Regions from separate parts of the Sus scrofa genome. Here region 2 is linked to region 1. Evidence: chromatin contacts called from public Hi-C data. All regions are on one chromosome and are shown on one strand. Each heading gives the region's core, a stretch centred on a gene start, on an enhancer-like site or on the middle of the called end of the contact. The rest is flanking DNA. Distances are from core to core; before and after follow the strand shown.

Region 1 (4,615 bases), core at 416-2,915:
CTGGGGAACCTGGCTCTTCAGGGGCTGAGGCCCATTGACCTAGCAGCCATGTGTAAGGCTCACCTCTAGCAGGAGCGTGTCTGGCAGGTACCGGTCCTTCCAGTGGTCAAGAAAGACCATGTCCAGCGTATCCACATCATATTTCTTCTTCAGCTGAGGGATGATGTCCTGGGATGCCCCGACGACAACGGTCACCTGGAAGAGCCCTTGTCAGTGTCCGGCCCCCAGGGCAAACAGCCCACCCAAACCCCATGCATGCCCACTGGCAATTTACTTTGGGGTTCTGGGAGACAGGTCCTGGCTCTGCCCGTTCCTCTGGGCAGTCTCAGGTCTCCTGCTCTGTAAAACTGGATGCCAGCCAGCTGGGTAAATGTGGCCTCGCTATGACCCAGCCCTCCCTGCTCTCCTGGTCCCCCAGAGTCTCAGTGTCCACATCTGTCATCCCTGGGACAGCAGCGTACCCTGTCCTGCAGGCCTGCGAAGTCCACCACCTGCTGGGCGATGGCAGCATTGTCAGGGTTAAGCTCGATGGTCAGCAGCCGGGCGCTGGGCAGCAGCAGGCGGGCCATGCGCACAGCCGAGTAGCCACAGTAAGCCCCCAGCTCCAGCAGCACAGAAGGACGCTGCTCCTGCACCACAGTGTCCACGATCTGGCCTGCGGGGGTGGAGATGAGCAGGCAAAGGGGCTGGTCCACTCCCACTCCTGGCTCAGCTCCCTCTCCACTGAGAGGCAGCCCCTCTCAACTCCAGCCCGTCAGGCCTTTGTGCTTTCCACACATGCTGTTCCCTCTTTCCCACCATTTTGGGTGACTCATGCTCATCCTGAATCAGAGCTGCCCTCTGTGGAAACCACACCCCACTGTGTCCTCAGGTGGCACTCAGAGCCTCCCAGCTTCCTTGAGCCAGACACTGTCAGAAGGTCCAAGGGGGCCAGACCGTGGCTATTACATCTGTCATCAGGGTCCAACTTCTGGGTACAGGGGGCATGTGACCCAGGCTAGAGGCCAAAGGTCAGGAGGTGGCCTGGGGGAGGGCCTGGAATCTGCACCAGGCAGGGTCCAAGGGTTGCTATATGCCTTCATGCCCAGCCAGAACACCCAGGAGGCACTGCCCGCCCTGTGCCAGCACTGGCTCTGCCAGATGGCGTGAGAGTGCAGGGCTCCCAAGGAGACTGCTGTGGCCTCTGGCCCCTGTGAGCAAGGCCACCTGGAACAGCACCTCCAGGGGCTTATCATCAAACATCCCTCCCTCTGCATGGGGACAGGGTCACGCGTGTCAGGGCCTGAACCTCACCGGGGTGTGGGAGACTGGGCCTCAGCCCACACCGGGGATCATGGCAACCATGGCCTCTCCCGTGCTGGCTGCCACACTGCCTACCTTTCTTTCTGCCCACGTGCATGGCCCACTCCTTCTGAGAGGAGTAGGTGTCGATGGTGTCCAGCACGCTCTCTGGGTCCCCCGCCACTGCGTGCTGCAGCACATATTGCAGAATGCGCTGTTCCTTGCTGCTGCCCATGAGGAGGTTCCTGACGGGAAGCAGGATAAACTCTTCCCAGGCAATGAAGATGAGAGAGCACTTCGGGTGTGGCAGCAGCCACAACAGTGTCAGCAGCACCAGGACCAAGGAGCAGACTGCCAGCAGCAGGGGCAGGGCCTCTAGCATCTGCGAAGGGGTGGGGCGAAGGGGAGGGCAGAAGGCTAGGGCCAGGCAGCCTCACGGCCCCCTGGGAGCACCACGCCCCTTGGCTTTAGCGACTGGCTCTCCTGGCTGATCCACCATCCCACTTTGGGAGTGCTGCTCTGCCCCTTTGTGCTGATGGGGCCAAAGGTTCAGAGGCCAGCCAGATGCCAGGTTGCCAGCTCCCAGTGAGCAGAGCCCCACCTGCAAACCACTTCCTGCTGCAGCCATGCCCCAAGTGAGAGCAGGTTCATCTTTCATCTAGCTGTCCTGCTGGGGGCTGCCAGTCACAGCTGCCCCCACCCCCAGCTGCCTCTTACCTTCCCTGGCAGCCTAAGGACATCACTTTCAGGGGGCCCTCTCCTGCACTCTCTGGCAAGGGCCCCTCTGGGCAATTGTCTGGGGCCCCAGTCAGATGAGCTGGTACTGGAGCAGAGGGTTAAGACAAAAAAGGATTAAATACCAAGAAAGGCGTGACGCTTCCTCTGGGACCCGTGGTCACTCAGGTCATACACAGGGAAAGGCCAATAGTCACTCATGGGGTCACACAAAGGGAAGGACCTTGGAAAGCCAGCGGCCACACAGGACCCTGCTCTCTGAGAAGCTCCCATCTCAACAGCAGGCAGGCCAAGGGTCTTAGAGGGGAGACCCTCCGGCACAGCACAGGACTGTAGACCCCAACACCCTAGACCATGAGGAGGAGCTTGGCAGGCAGAGCAGAGAATGAACAGGGAGGCGTGGACAGTGGCCTGTTTAAATGGGACAGAGTAAGCAGGGGTGAGTGGGTCAGAGTGGTCCCGCCAGCTCTCCCCCTGCCCCACTCTGGCCAGATGGCTCCACCCCCACACTCTTCCTCTGAGCTCAGCAGCAAAGGATGGATCTTTTTTGTGTGTGTCTTTTTAGGGCCATACTCCTGGCATACGGAAGTTCCCAGGCTAGGGGTCAACTGGCTACACTAAAGCCACAGCAATGCGGGATCAAAGCCGCATCTATGACCTACACCACAGCTCATGGCAATGCCAGATCCTTAACCCACTGAGTGAGGCCAGGGATTGACCTTCGTCCTCATGGATACTAGTCAGGTTCGTTAACCACTGAGCCACAACGAGAACTCCTTAGGGGGGTTTTAAGGGGCTTGCCAAGCACACTTTCCAAACCTGCTTCTTGACAGAAGAGAGGGGAGGGGCAAAGCTCTGAGCAGAATGCTATTATCTCCTGACTCCCGCCTCACGGCAGGGGCCTCCTGGGAGGGACAGCCACAGAGGTCTGGTTGGGTCTGTATGAGGCCACCACCAGTGACACTTTAGCATCATGAGAGCCTGAAAGAAGTTGAGGAAAGTTCCTGTCATGGCGCAGTGGAAACAAATCTGACTAGGAACCATGAGTTGCAGATTCGATCCCTGGCCTCACTCAGTGGGTTAAGGATCCAGCGTTGTTGTGAGCTGTGGTGTAGATCGCAGACACGGCTCGGATCTGGCGTTGCCGTGGCTCTAGCATAGGCCGGCAGCAACAGCTCCAATTAGACCCCTAGCCTGGGAACCTCCATATGCTGTGGGTGCGGCCCTCAAAAGAAAAAAAAAAAAAAAGAAGTTGAAGGAGACACATAAATGAAAACACATCCGGAGTTCCCATTGTGGCGCAGTGGTTAACGAATCCGACTAGGAACCATGAGGTGGCGGGTTCGGTCCCTGCCCTTGCTCAGTGGGTTAAGGATCCGGCATTGCCCTGAGCTGTGATGTAGACTGCAGACGCGGCTCGGATCCTGAGTTGCTGTGGCTCTGGTGTAGGCCGGTGGCTTCAGCTCCGATTCAACCCCTAGCCTGGGAACCTCCATATGCCGCGGGAGTGGCCCAAGAAATAGCAACAACAACAATAACAAAAAAGACAAAAAGACAAAAAAAAAAAAAAAATTCCACATTTACGGACTGGAGACTGACACTGTCAAGATGTCATCATTACCTGCGGAGACCCTCAGACACAATGCAACACCCACCCTGAAGGTCATATGGAGTCTTAAGGGACCCACATGAGCCAAAACAATTCTGGAAAAGAATGAAGCTAGAGGACTCACACATCCTGATCTCGAACCTACCATGAAGCTACTGCAGTGTGGTTCTTGCACAAGACCAATGGACAGAACTGAGAGGCCAGAAACAAACCCTCACATTGGTGTTTACAAGGTGTCAGGACCCCTCCATGGGAGAGTTCACAGTTGGCTCTGGGACAACTAGAATTCCACCCACAAGAGGGCGTACCTCACACCACATACAAAAAATAACTCAAAATGCACCCAAGACCTGACTTGAAGAGTGAAATCACAAAACTCTTAGAAGAAAACACAGTAAATCTTCATGGCCTTGAATTTGGCAATGGAATCTTAGAGATGACACCAAAAGCACAGGCAACAAAAGACAAATAGATACATTCAATTTCACTAAATTAAAAACTTTGTACATCAAAGGACACTATCAGGAGAGCCAAGGACCACCCACGTAGTGGGAGAAAATAATCTGCAAACCACATATGTGATGCGGGTTAAAATCCTGAATATATAAAGAACTCCTACAACTCAAAGACAAAGAGATGGCAACCCCACTAGAATATGAGCAAAGGAACTGAATAGACATATTCCCAAAAAAGACAAACTGCTGACCAATAAGCACGTGAAAATATGCTCGGCAGCACTGGTCACTAGGGAAATGCCAATTAAAACCACAAGGTACCACTTCACACCCATCAGGTTGACTGCCCCCCCCCAAAAAAAAGGGACATGCAAGCATGGGTGGGATGTGGAGAAATCAGAAACTCATGCACGTCTGATCGGAACATAGGACGATGCAGCTGCTGTGGAAAACAGTTGGCAGTTCCTCAAAAAGTTAAATATAGAGTTACATGTGATCCAGCAATTCTACTTCTGGGTGTGTCCCCAAAAGAACT
Region 2 (4,131 bases), core at 431-2,930, 75 kb before region 1:
CAGCCCCAAGCCACCCGGTAACGCTCAGTGCTCACTGGCCCAACGTACTTTTGAGCACGGTTTTAATCTTGGTCATCATCGGCTGCACACTTGTCTCCCCGTCGGACGGGTGGTCGCTGTCTCCTCCGTACTTCTCCTCCATCCTCCTCTTCTTGGGGGCACAGAGGCCCTCTTCCAGCAGAGCATCAACATCATTGTCAAAGTCGTCCTGCAAAACATGCTGTTCAGACCCCTTGGCCCCAGCACCCAGCTCCTGCCCGACGGCAAGCGTCACAGCATCAGTGACAATGAGAAAGGAGGCGCTCTCAAGGGGTCTAGGTGGGCCTTTATGGCACGTGATCATCTGAAAAACAAATGGGATGAAACCAACAGCTGAACCACAGGCTCGGGCAGGTGCTCGTGCCACCAGGGGGCGTGGCCAGCAGCTCCTTCCAGCTCAGCGGCGACAAAGGGCAGGAGGCAGACCTGTCGGCCAAGCTTTTCATTAGCAAAGTCTGAAAACCTGGACTCCTGGCAGCTTTCTCTGTTCACATTAATGGCTCCACCTCACGTCAGTGTTTCTCCCTGCAACACCGGCTTTCAAAAGGTGCCACAATTCCAACACCTCTCTTTGGGGTTCGCTAAGAGTGCTCCAAAGGAGGGGCCGCCAACATACCTCATAGGAGAAATTCAAGGCCTCTTCATCCACTCTGTCTCTCTGCACGATCGCTTTAGCCGTGAACCCGCCTGTTCCTTCTTCATCTAGCTCCAAATTGTCAGTAAAATCTTCTAACTCATCCAGCACTGCATACTCCACTCTCTTTTCCTGATCCAGCTCATTCTCCTCATCCTTCTTATCAGCACTCTCACTCCCTATGCCTACCCCGTTACCAATGCTCCCGCCAAAAGGACAAGCATGCACGTCTCCACTGACAGGGCTAAGGGCCAGGGTGCATTCTGCCCGCGCGTCGCGCTCCGCTCCCGTGAACAGCACCTTCCTGTCCTTACTCCTGCAGCTCTCGGTAAAGCTCACGCTAATCTTTACATCCTTAAGCAACTTAAGGTCAGGGGAGAACTTCCGGACCGCAGGTGCGTGCCGGGCAGTGCGTGGGCTGTGGCCACTACAGTTCGGGTCTACGAGGAGGCGGGCCTTAGAGAAGGATCCTTTGGAGAGAAGAGAAGCTCCGTAGAAGTCGAGCGGGTCCTCGGCAGGGGGTTCGGCCTGTCCATCACCACCAGAGCCAACGTCCATTACCTCTGCATCACTGGACGTTTGCAGGGGAGGTGGTGGAGACTGTCCATGGGGCAGCGCTGGGAGGGGGCAAGCTGGGTTCTCCATGACCGCTCCTCCTGCGGGCTCACGCGGGAGAGGACAGGGGCTCTCACACGTCTCCATAGTAAAAGTGCTTAAGACTAGTTTAAAAGACCAGAGTTTTAAAAAAAAAACAAAAACAAAAAAAACAAAAAAAAAAAAAACCTTACATAAATCTACACAGCTAACATGCACAAGTCCGTCGAGACCCAGGTGCCGTCCTGCCCGCGCTGCGGCTTAGTCAAGCTGGCCACATTGCTCTTTTCATTAATGTAGACAGCTTTTAGAACCACTGCCTCAATTATTGGAAATCACAATGCACTCAGCTTAAATGACTGACGACTAAGCGAGTCTGTCTTCATGCCGGAGGGGCACCTGTCTTCCTCCACCTGCGAAGAGACGTAAAGATGTTGTCACAAAATGACAAGAGACCTCCCGCTTCCCTGGCACCAAGCGCTACTAACATGTGGTCAGAACTTAAAAATAATACTGCCTGAGAGAATCTTTTAGGCTTCAAAACAATCAACCTTCACTTTTTTCAGAACCTAAATTATCATTTAAATCCAAATTTAAACTGTTCATTGTAATTCCAACTTCAGAAGCACAAAAACAATATTATCTTCAGGCTCAAAAAGGATTACAAAAAAAAAAAAAATCTCCACTAAACTTCACCACAGCATCCCCAACTCGGTTTACCAGGCAAATTGCACAGTGTGCGGCCCTCTCTGGGACACACAGAGATGCGTGGCCTCCCTCCAGCACATCGATAGCAATCCACTCACCTGCGAGGGCCAGGCAGTCAGGCCAGCGTGAGACCCTCGGCTCAACTCTGCGGCACTAGGGCCTCAGAGGCACGGCCAGGGGCTCTGTTACCCCTGACCCCCAGGGCACATGGATGGGGATAGTGATGCACCGTGCTGGGGGGCCCAAAGGTGGCAAGGTTCTGTTCTCAAGAGAGGAGGGGTGGTGGCTGTGGGGAAGGGGGCCTGGTCAGGGTGGGTCAGGGCGGGGGCGCAGGAGACACCTGGAGCCTGGCTCCATCCTGGGAGCAACAAGCCACTAGGGGTGAAGTGACTAACCTGCCACCATTCAGTCCCTACTTGAGAAGGGAGGCCAACAGCCATGCCAGGCACAGTGCCTACACCCGAGGCAGAGGGCAAAGGGGTGAAAGAGGCTCTGGAGACAGGGACAGAGCCCTCGAGAATAGCAGGCACAGAACTGACAGCACTGCTGACCGGTGGCGGTGGAGAGAAGAGACAAGAGGGGCTGAGGACAAGCGTTGTGGCACTCAGGCCGGGGCCTGCACAGAGTGGACAGAGCCTCTAGGCAGACCTGTCCCACAGGGGCTGAGGCCACCACTCTGGAGCCAGGACTGGCCCAGGACAAATGGGCAAGGAGAGGCCTCCCAGAGAGGAAACACTGACCAAGAAGAGGGTTGAGGATGCAACCCTGGGACATCCACTCCAGAGGAAGCAAAACAAAAGGGAAGACTGAGGTAGGTGAGAGGCAGTCCAGAGGTCTGCGGGAGGGTGGGCATCGGGGCAAAAGCACGTGCAGACACACACAATGCACACACGCACATCCCCACACCGTGCAGACACACGCATGAACACACCATGCACACAGATGTACATACACGCATGCTCACGCCACTCAGGGTTGCTTGCTGGCTGCAGACAGAACAGGAAACAGCAAATATCACAGGTTTAAGAAGTTTACAGGAAGGGACAGAGTGTGGGAGGTGTACTTTGAAGTGGACACAACATAAAAACCAGAGTCTTGTTTAGATTTAATCGATTCATCCCACAACTATTCACTAACCACTGCTTTGATGCGGGCACTATCATGGACAAGAGGACAATGACTACCGACCTGTCAGCTTCCTAGATTCTACGATGTCCCCATATTTCTGAATTCAATGGGAAAGGAACACAATACCTCCCATAGGTACATCTGACAAAGGTGCTAAGGATCAAGGAAACACTGCACACAGGCGATGAGACTCAGAACCTTAGTGAACGTGCACAAGGAACACTAAGTGGAGTAGGGCTGGTCTCCTGGCAACAGAGAAAGACCATCCCAGAGAAGGACACACAGGTCAGCGTGCCCAGCGCTACAGGACACAGACACAACCACCAGCAAACCCCTCGGCTCAGGCAGGTGTGCAGAGGCCCTAGCAAGAGCCAACTCATGATTCTGGGGAGAAGACTAAAATGAAGATGTGGGGAGATGGGGGGAACTGAAGACACACTCTGTACAGGACGGGGATGCCTGCAACCATGCTCAAAGGCTAAGAGCAGCCAGTGTAGAAGATGATAATGCTAAAATCTGATGGTAGGAGGCCTTGAAGAGTTGCAAACAGTAGAGCTCAGGGAGTTCCACAGCGTAGACATGCCAAACTCTTCCCTTTCCCTCTGCTAGCTTTCCTTAATGGTCAACGCCTTCCACAAGGTGCACACACCATTCTAGATGCCGAGGACGTGAGACAGACAAAGTATCTCACCACAGAGCTCACATTCTAGTGGGAGAGATGGACAAGTAACAACTAAGACTGAGAAGCGTTCAAGAGAAAACAAAGCAAGGAATTGGGGAAGGGTGGGTAGCAAACTTCCCCCTGAAGAGAAAGGAGGGAGCGAGGTAGGAAGTGGGCATGGGAGGAGGGGATGTTCCAGGCAACAGAGAAGAACAAAGGCCCCAGAGGTAGCAAGTAAGAGCAGTATGCCAAGTGGGAATAGGAGGCCTGGTCAGTGAGGGTGAGGGAGACCAGGACTTTGGCTCTTATCTTGAGAAAGATGGGCCACTGGACAGGAGGGTCCAAGCAAAGAAGTCACACAGGATCC

Evidence for each region. A called contact is a pair of places that touch in the nucleus more often than the background predicts.
Region 2: a Hi-C map of epiblast stem cells shows a contact between it and region 1, with 1.7 times the contacts expected there. The contact joins the promoter of DGCR8 here to the promoter of COMT in region 1. A contact is called at or near these places in 2 of 47 Hi-C or Micro-C datasets (embryonic fibroblasts and epiblast stem cells).

What each region holds. Positions count from the first base shown.
Region 1 is chr14:51,395,389-51,400,003 of Sscrofa11.1, reverse strand. COMT (catechol-O-methyltransferase) reads right to left here and starts at 1,665. Exons shown (of 4, transcript NM_001195330.2): 1 at 1,378-1,665; 2 at 462-655; 3 at 64-195. The coding sequence starts at 1,663.
Region 2 is chr14:51,471,061-51,475,191 of Sscrofa11.1, reverse strand. DGCR8 (DGCR8, microprocessor complex subunit) reads right to left here and starts at 1,680. Exons shown (of 13, transcript NM_001206919.1): 1 at 656-1,680; 2 at 49-208. The coding sequence starts at 1,375. MIR1306 (microRNA 1306) reads right to left here and starts at 1,274; the gene lies at 1,195-1,274.